Linked DNA regions of Mus musculus: region 2 is linked to region 1. Evidence: chromatin contacts called from public HiChIP or PLAC-seq data. All regions are on one chromosome and are shown on one strand. The core of a region is the stretch at or near the end of the contact, and the rest is flanking DNA. Distances in the headings are between cores, read along the strand shown.

Region 1 (4,117 bases), core at 901-3,400:
TGTTGGGTCTTGTGGATAATGGTTTTTATTTTCTGAGAAAGCCTCTTTCTGTAGCTTAAGCTGGCATCGAACTCACAACCTTCTCTTTACTCTGGGAGGGTGTGGAGTAAGGGAAGCATCAATTCCTCCAAGCTTGGGTGCATGTGTGTTTCTCTCATGGACCATGTCTAGCCACTTTCAACTGGCAGTGGAACAGGTCGGCTTGGAAATGTGGGCACAGGTTGTGGGTTTTGAGTGGCAGGTGTGGGCCTGGCCAGAAGCCTGTCCTAGATGACCCCTTCCTGCTGACGTTGTACTGGGGTGGGACCAGGGATGCTGGTGCAAGGGGAAGCAGGAAAGGAAGAACAATGGGGCCAGGCCTCTGGGAGATGAAGCCAGACATAGCTGGCAAGTACTTATGGAGTGACTGAATAAGCCCACTTGAACAGGACTAAAGAGCTCTGATCCACAGACCAGAACTAGTCCACTATTGTTTAAAGAATGAAGGTTCTTGATTTGGTTTTTTTGTTTGTTTATGTGTTTGATTGTTTTGTTTTTTTTCATTTTTAACTGTCAGAGAGGGGAGGGCAAAATATTTTGTGACACATGAAAATGGTATAAAATTCAAGTTTGAGAGTTACGGAGTGTCATTTGAACATGACCACACCCACTCGTTTACAGTGTCATCTTGGGGGACGTTTGGGTACAGTCATGGCAAAGTGGAAGAAGGGGCCTTTCTGTGCCTTTTCTGGGAGACTGCTATGAGGCAGGCCCTGGTGGGTAGCACTGAGGCTGGACAGTGGTACTGTGTGCAGTCTAGAACTGGAGAGCTGTACTAGGCAGTCCTGGAAAGTACCAGGAAAGGGACTGGCTTACATTGCTGAGGAGCCTGAAGTAGAGGCAGGGCTGAGGGGCAGAAGGGGAGGAGGCCTTCTGGGAGCCCCTTACAGGGGTGGGGCTGAGGGACAGGAGGGGACAGGCCTCCTGGGAGCCCCTTGCAGCTGCTTCCATCCCACTGCTAAGAGTTCGCCCTAAGTATGCTCTCATTCCAACTGTCCCCTCTACTCTGGCTGGAGGTACAGTGTGTCTGTGTGTATGTGACCCACACCAGGCGGAGCGGTCCCTGGCATAACTACTGTCCTCTCGCTGGCCCACCTGTGTTTCTAAGTATAGACGCAGGCTGCCCCGTGGCTGCTGGTAAGTCCCAGGATACCATCTGATACCCAGCGTGACCTGTGACCCTAGCCATTGCCAGCTGCTGGAGACAGGGGATGGGGACGTATTTGGCTAGACCCTTCCCTGCCTTCTGCTACAGAGAACAGAGACTAGTAGGCTCCTGTTAATGGCATGGCTTAATTGTCACAGGCTGGGCTGACAATTGGCCCTGCTTTCTCTTTATTACCAGAAAGGATAATTTAATGTCACTCACTGGAAAACATAAGTCATGGTTTGAGGGAAAGCAGCAGAGAGAGCCGAGGAGGCAAGTGTTCCCGCCACCCGCTTGTGGGCCATGTGAGCCCCAAGGCATGTTGGGTCCATGGCTGGGGCATATGGCTTCTCTCAGCTTCTACTTAGCATATTTTATCTCGGTTCAGCAGCTGGAGTGAGTAGCAGTTCTAGAAGCCATGTGGGCTTCTCAGGTTCCATCCCTGCTCCAGCTCTCCAGAGCATAGCAGAAGGAGGCAGGCTTTGTTCTTGGCTTTCAGATGGCCATTTTCTCCAGGTGGGTGGTCAGCAAGGGACCTCTCAAGCCAGAGAGGGTTTCCCAGAGGCCCTTCCCATGAGTTCCCTTGGAGCAGGAGGCAGGCTGATCCCTAATCTTGTGGTCCCCTAGCATACATGGGAGTGATTCTGGTTAAACAGACTCCCCTGTGCTGTGCTGTCTTGGTGAGTGGGTGAGTCACATCTGTGTGTGAGGTCTGGGGGCTTTGAGTTGTTTTGGCTGAGACTTGATGCCAGGACCACTCCTGGGGGTGGGGGTGCTTGGGAGGCTCCTCTGACTGTGGGGGCTGGGCTGCCACAGATATTTTCTTTTCTTCTGTTAATCCGCCCTCTTCAAGCATGTTTGCCTTTGGAACTTTCCTTAACATTGAGTCCCCACATCAGCCCTAAGAGTTGGAAGACTGCACACTTCATGTGCAGGGTGGCTGGCTCATTGAGATAGCCTGGCCACCAGGGTGCTCACTGCTGGGTAACAGGTCTCATGTGACAGCAGAGGAAGGCTTTAGAAGCCTCTGGTCTGGCTGGGCGGTGGTGGCGCGTGCCTTTAATCCCAGCACTTGGGAGGCAGAGGCAGGCAGATTTCTGAGTTCGAGGCCAGCCTGGTCTACAAAGTGAGTTCCAGGACAGCCAGAGCTACACAGAGAAACCCTGTCTCAAAAAAACAAAACAAAAAAAACAAAAACAAACAAACAAACAAACAAACAAACAAAAAAAGAAAAAAGAAGAAGAAGATGGGGAGGAGGAGGAAGAGGAAGAAGAGGAAGATGACGAATGACGACGACAACACAGGCCCTTCTCATCTGAGTTAGTTACCACCAAGTGGAAAACAACCATTCAAAGATAGTTCAAAATGTCTTTGCTATTTAAACAGACAGAGGACAGACAGACAAACCAGGGTCTTATGCAGCCTTAAACTTACTATGTACCTGGCTTTTGAAGTAGTGACCCAGCTGCTTCAACCTTCCCAGTTGTGGGTAACAGGCTTGGCACACCAAGCCCAGCTTAGTTTTGTTTTTTGTTTTTGTTTGTTTGCTTTTAATGCTAGAAGTTCTGGCACCCTTCCTGGCTTTCTCCATTCCCATAACACTGAGAGCAGTGGGTGGGTTTCTGGTTAGCTTTGGAGTTTGTGGCAGAAAACATCTAATCATAAAAGGATGGGTATAGAGATAACTCCACTGCTGCAATTTCTGGGGACTAGGGTTTCCCCCCTCCAGTTCCCCATGTGCCTCCTCATGCCACAGAGATTAAGTGGTAGAAAGAACTGTCACCCAGAAGTGACAGCAGCAGACTGGTGTAGATGGAGTGCTAGGCAGTCTGATACATCCATGTCTGGGGGTGTGTATCCATACCCCTAGAAGCCAGGCAGAAGCGCTGAGTGGCCCATGATGGGGTTGGGGCCAGGGTGGTGGAGGCTCCAGCACATGGAGGGCTGTAGGGCGGCTCTCCTCTCCAGCATTCCCGCTGCCATCCACTGTGATCTTGTCCGTCTCCTAGCACTGTTTTGAATCTGATCATGAAGAGCAGAGACGAGAGAAGACTAGAAATGCTACACTCCTGCCGTATTCAAGGGGGGAGCAGCTTGATCCCCAGGCTTCAGAGGAGCAAGGGACACTTATGGCTAATTTGAAGCTATAGGAAAAAATCGTGTCTTCTTTTTACTTTTCTTTTATGTATTAAAGAAAAGGATGCGTGCGAACATTTTAGTTCTCTTTTTCCAGGAAAGTTAATTCCCTTGGATAAAGAACAAAGGGCCTTCTGTGTTACTTAGTGGTTCTGTTGAAATGTAGGTAATGTCGGTAATTCCTCCAGGCTCTGCCCAACAGCTACCTAGCAACAGCTTACGTAGCTGCCTGCCAGATATGAACCAACCTGGGGTATAAGAACTGCTTGGCTACCCCCATTATGTATGTGTTCTCTCTTTCCCCCTCTCTCCTTCCCTCTCTGCCTCCCTCCCTCTCTCCCTCTCTCTCTCCCTCTTCTCCTCCCTCTCCCCCTCTCCCCCTTCGCTCTCCCTCTTCCCCTCTCTCCCTCTCCCTATGAGTGTATACCTGTCTGTCTCTCTGTCTATCCTCTCTTTCCATCTCCATCTCCTGTTCTCTCTCTTTCCCATGGTTCCAGGCTGGCCTCTTCCCCTCTCCTTTCTCTTTCCATCCTTCTGGCTCCCTCCTTCCTCTGCCTCCACTCCTTTCCAAATCCCCTTCCCTTCACCATCAGCTTCCTTCTGTACTAGGCCTGTCACATGGTGGTGACTCCTTGGAGACAGCTTGGCCAGCCCTCTGAGGTGCTCCCTCCCGAAGCATTCTACTGCCGTTTTATAAAACACAACAGGTAGAGATTGGTTATTTTGAAGTAGCCCTCTCCCCTAAAAGGAAGCGTCCAAGTTCCAGCTTAGCGATCGCCATCATGGGACAGCAGC
Region 2 (4,117 bases), core at 1,094-3,593, 160 kb before region 1:
AGATTTGAAGCTGCACAGACTGTCAGCAGCACTGTTCCCTGCTTCTTCCCCTCTACTCTGGGTGGGGGTGGGGGCTGCCACGAGAGAGCTGACACTTGTAGGAAGTGGGGTGCAGTGTAGATAATTTTGGTCCAAGGATTTAGGAGCAGTCCCCATCTGTTTGGAGTGATTCTGGCCCATGGTCTGGATTGGCTGAGCCCACATACCACCCTCCTTCAATACATAGATAACTTATTCCTTTGTGAGGCCACAGGGGAGGGCACCCCTGAGGGACCGCTTCCCTAAGCCCCCTTAATGTCTTAGCCACCAGAGTCTCTTGGGGAAAAGCACGAGAGAAGGGAAATATAGTCTGAGTTCTGGAAGAATCTGGAGTATTCTAAATTTCAAACTATAAAATATAAACCAACAGAGAGCCTTCCTATCCCAGGCTAGACCAGCACCCCAGCTGATAGGATACCTTCCTAGCTCAGACTAGACTGGCACTCCAGCAGATAGGATACCTTAGTAAGTAATCCCTACTCAGTGGCTCAGATAGACCGGATGTTTGAGATCCACAGTGGTCATGGAACTCCTGACCCCTGAGGCACACAGCAGACCTTGGGACAGCCTCTCAAGAGTTTATACCCCCTTGATTTCAGGAGGATACTTAATTTTAATTAAAAGAGACAGTTACGGTTGCCAGATAGAATGAAGTTCCAGGCTGTTCTCCTGGAAGTTCCTGAAGTGGCACATTAAAGCCCAGCTCTCTCTCAACCCTGCTGCTCTCCTCCCTGAAGAGGCAGGCCTTGAGCACTTCTGCTGCCAACTATGCAGGCTATGCAGCGTCTATGCAGGCCAGCTCCTAAGGATCACTCTCTGCAGAGTTCCAATGTCCAGTTGTTTAGGGCTGGGAATTCATTTGTTCAGGATGGAATCAGAAGATTGGGATATGCTGTGAAGACAGTTTGAGACTGAAATCCCTTCTGGCTGACACTGAAACCCCCTGAACTCAGCTCAGACAAGAGCTCTGAAGCCCAGCAGAGGAAAAAGCATAAAGATCTGTGTGGACTCGGAATATGCATACTGGGTACTGTGTGCACAGGGGGCCATCTGGGGAAGGGAGGGGACTGGTGACAGCCTCAGGGACGCCTATCAAAATCCTAAGGAGATCTGGACTGATTAGATGCAGCTCTGTTCCCTGAGTCATCGTGGCCCCGCACTGCTGAGACCACCAGAGGGGAGAAGATCCCACAATGCTCTCTTGTCCCATGGGAAACTTACCATTAGTGTTCAGGAGACACTTGGTAGACTCACCCACGTGACAGGGTTGTGGGCTGGAATGAGTAGGACAAGACAGACAAGACAGATGTCTTCTGGGAGAATCATCACCTAAGGGACTGGAGGACTCTAGGCACCCCTTTGGCAGGCCCAGACATGTTCATATGTGAAAATAATTTCTGCTCTTCTCTTTCCAGTGGGATATTTCCTGGTGGGTCCATTACTTCTTCTCCAATTGCCCACTGGCCATGACTCTCTAGCAGACCCAGTTCCACTGGTGACTGTCTCAATTCTGGCTCAAAGGAACAACAGAGGAAAGGCCCTCCAGGAAGTAGAGACCTACTGAGGGAACTCAACACACACACCTGAGACATGAGGGGCAACTCGAGTGGGCCACCTTGGAAGGTCACATGGAAAGCCCTTCTTGTCTGAGATAGAACATAAAGTTATCTTATTTTTTCAGGACAAAGGGATGACTACTTAACGAAGGAACATTCAGGACTTAAGGAACGGACAACTGGTTTGGAACAGACTTTCCAACTTCAAATTGTGGGCCTGCTGTCAGACATCTTAATCCAGATGGGACCAGAGCTATTTTGAGGTCGAAGGCCAACTCTCCTAAATCCCCGGGCAAGGACTACAGAGATCTTTACTACTGAGGGAACACTTTCCTTCTGGAAAATAGACTCCATAGCTGGAAATAGCACGACCCATGTTTACACTGCCCATGTTCCCTGGCGAGTGTTGGGGTGTTCTTACAGTTTGTGTCTTATGCTAAGGGCCTTACAGGAGTTCTCAGGAAGTCTAGCTAAGGTTTTTAGGAAGTTCAATGGATGTGGGAAAGATGATATGGGCGCCCTGGGCTGTCCTCTGTCCCATTCTCTTCCAACAACCCAAGGTTCAGCCCGTCCCACCCCTATTGCCTCCCTCGGAGGGTTCCCTTGCTGGTCCAGGGTGCAGAGGGTACTGAAGGCTGTCCTGGGCCCACATTCCTCTCACTTCCCGCCATTGTCCCTAGTTCCTGTATCCTTATCTCGACACTCTCCCCAGGCCGCCCCCAGCTGCGAAGAGTGGTGACTCATTTCCTTTCTTTCTAGTGACTTAATCCTGCCCCAGCAGTGACATGCCCTTCTGGCATCGCTGGGACTCGGAGCGTGGCACGGCTCTCCGGGGCCGGCAGGGGGCGCCAAAGCCTGCAGTGTGAGGGAACGGCCACAATCTGGGCTGGGAAATCCAAGACCTGAGGTGTATGGGACAGGGACAGTGCATTGCACATCCTGCCCAGAGGGGCTAGGAAATCACAGCTCCGCACTGCAAGGAATAATTTCATCTTCTACTCCGGCCTCTTCCTCCTGTGGTGTTCCCAACACTGTTTGCAGACACATTTCCTAAATAGTGATCACTGTGGGTCCTGCAACAGGGTTGTTCCAGAAATACTAGCCTGGGCCCTCACCAGGAAGAAGAGGATCCCACAGTTATAGATGGCCTACCTGACCCACGCCGGCCCTCTAGGCTCCCCTTTTCCTTCCCTCCCAGGTTCCAGAGAACAACAGACTTGCCTCGGTCTGGAAATCTCAGCTATTTCCCAAGAGCCACCCCGGGAGTATGAAGTAACAATAAGGCCACACAGTAGGTTTCAAGCCACACTGATCCCGTGGTTGGACTCCTCACCTCCCTGCACTCCACGAATTATGAATACAAAAGACTTGTCCTGGTATCTGAGGCAGCCAGAAAGACTTGGAAAACGAAGGGGACACAGGAAAGGGAAACCAGCCCTTCATTGAAGACTCTAAAGAACAGGAAGGAGCGGTGCAACCCTTTAATCCCAGGCAGAGGCAGTCCGAACTCTGTGAGTTCGAGTCCAGCCTGATCTACACAGTGAGTTCCAGGATAGTCAAGGCTACACAGAGAAACCCTGTCTCAAAAAAAAAAACAAACAAACAAACAAAAAAAAACCCCCACAGCAACCAATAGTTGGATGAGGTAAAAAATTCCAGGACGATTTACAACATGTGTTCCCATAGAGATTTTTTTTAATATTAGCATTTAATTAACCCCCTGGGTGGCTTCAAGCCACCAGAGCACAGGTACCTCCAACATCCTTTATCTTCTCTTCAGCTCTTCTGCCGAGGAATTTGGCCTTCATGATGACAGCTGCCTAGGGAGCTTTCCCTTTCCTAGAACAAGTTGCCGGATTGATTGGACACCACATACGGGAGCAGCTGCTGTCTTGTTTGTTTGTTTGTTTTGTAGCATTGACCCATGTCTGCTCACTGACCAGCACCCACAATTTATCCAGGTTGGCGATTGGGCAGAAGCTATGAAACTTCTTGAAGTGGTCATGCCTCACACCAACTTTCCCAAAGTACCCTGGATGATGATATTTGTCAAAGTTGATCCTGTGGTGATTCGTGCCTCCAGCATCATCTGGGTGCTCGTGGTGCTTACATATGGGACCCTGACCGCTGTGGCTCACGTGGCTCCGGAATGTTTCCTGGTCTTCCTCAGGATGGCATGGCCGCAGAAGAAAGGAAAGATCGTAAAACAATGTGCATGTATATATATATATGTGCATATATATATATGTATATATATACACAAATATATGTATGTGTACACACACACACACACACACACACACATCTTAGTCAAGGTTTCTATTCCTGCACAAACATCATGACCAAGAAGCAAGTTGGGGAGGAGAGGGTTTATTCGGCTTACACTTCCATACTGCTGTTCATCTCCAAGGAAGTCAGGACTGGAACTCAAGCAGGTCAGGAAGCAGGAGCTGATGCAGAGGCCATGTTCCTTACTGGCCTGCTTCCCCTGGCTTGCTCATAGTGTTTCTTATAGAACCCAA

What was found. HiChIP or PLAC-seq counts read pairs in DNA pulled down with a chosen protein or histone mark.
Region 2: a contact with region 1 is called in an H3K27ac HiChIP or PLAC-seq map of the HPC-7 cell line, with 6 times the contacts expected there. The contact joins two enhancer-like sites. A contact is called at or near these places in 4 of 15 datasets of contacts at CTCF or cohesin (the NIH/3T3 cell line and embryonic stem cells), 38 of 484 Hi-C or Micro-C datasets (8-cell embryo, B cells, CD4 T cells and 19 more), 12 of 115 datasets of contacts at active chromatin or transcription factors (CD8 T cells, the HPC-7 cell line, bone marrow-derived macrophages and 8 more) and 6 of 9 other capture datasets (adipose tissue, bone marrow-derived macrophages, embryonic stem cells and 3 more).

Annotation. Positions count from the first base shown.
Region 1 is chr11:79,052,379-79,056,495 of GRCm38.p6, reverse strand. All of the region lies in intron 2 of Ksr1 (kinase suppressor of ras 1), which reads left to right. Among named protein-coding and RNA genes, the nearest start is that of Gm11201, 31 kb to the right of the region's middle. Within about 2 kb of position 2,150, at least 46 of the 459 cell types and tissues checked have an H3K27ac peak or open chromatin away from gene starts, as enhancers often do. A contact at or near this core is called in the G1E-ER4 cell line and the HPC-7 cell line, where this site is marked.
Region 2 is chr11:79,212,452-79,216,568 of GRCm38.p6, reverse strand. No RefSeq gene overlaps it. Among named protein-coding and RNA genes, the nearest start is that of Gm30470, 10 kb to the left of the region's middle. Within about 2 kb of position 2,343, at least 119 of the 459 cell types and tissues checked have an H3K27ac peak or open chromatin away from gene starts, as enhancers often do. A contact at or near this core is called in the G1E-ER4 cell line and the HPC-7 cell line, where this site is marked.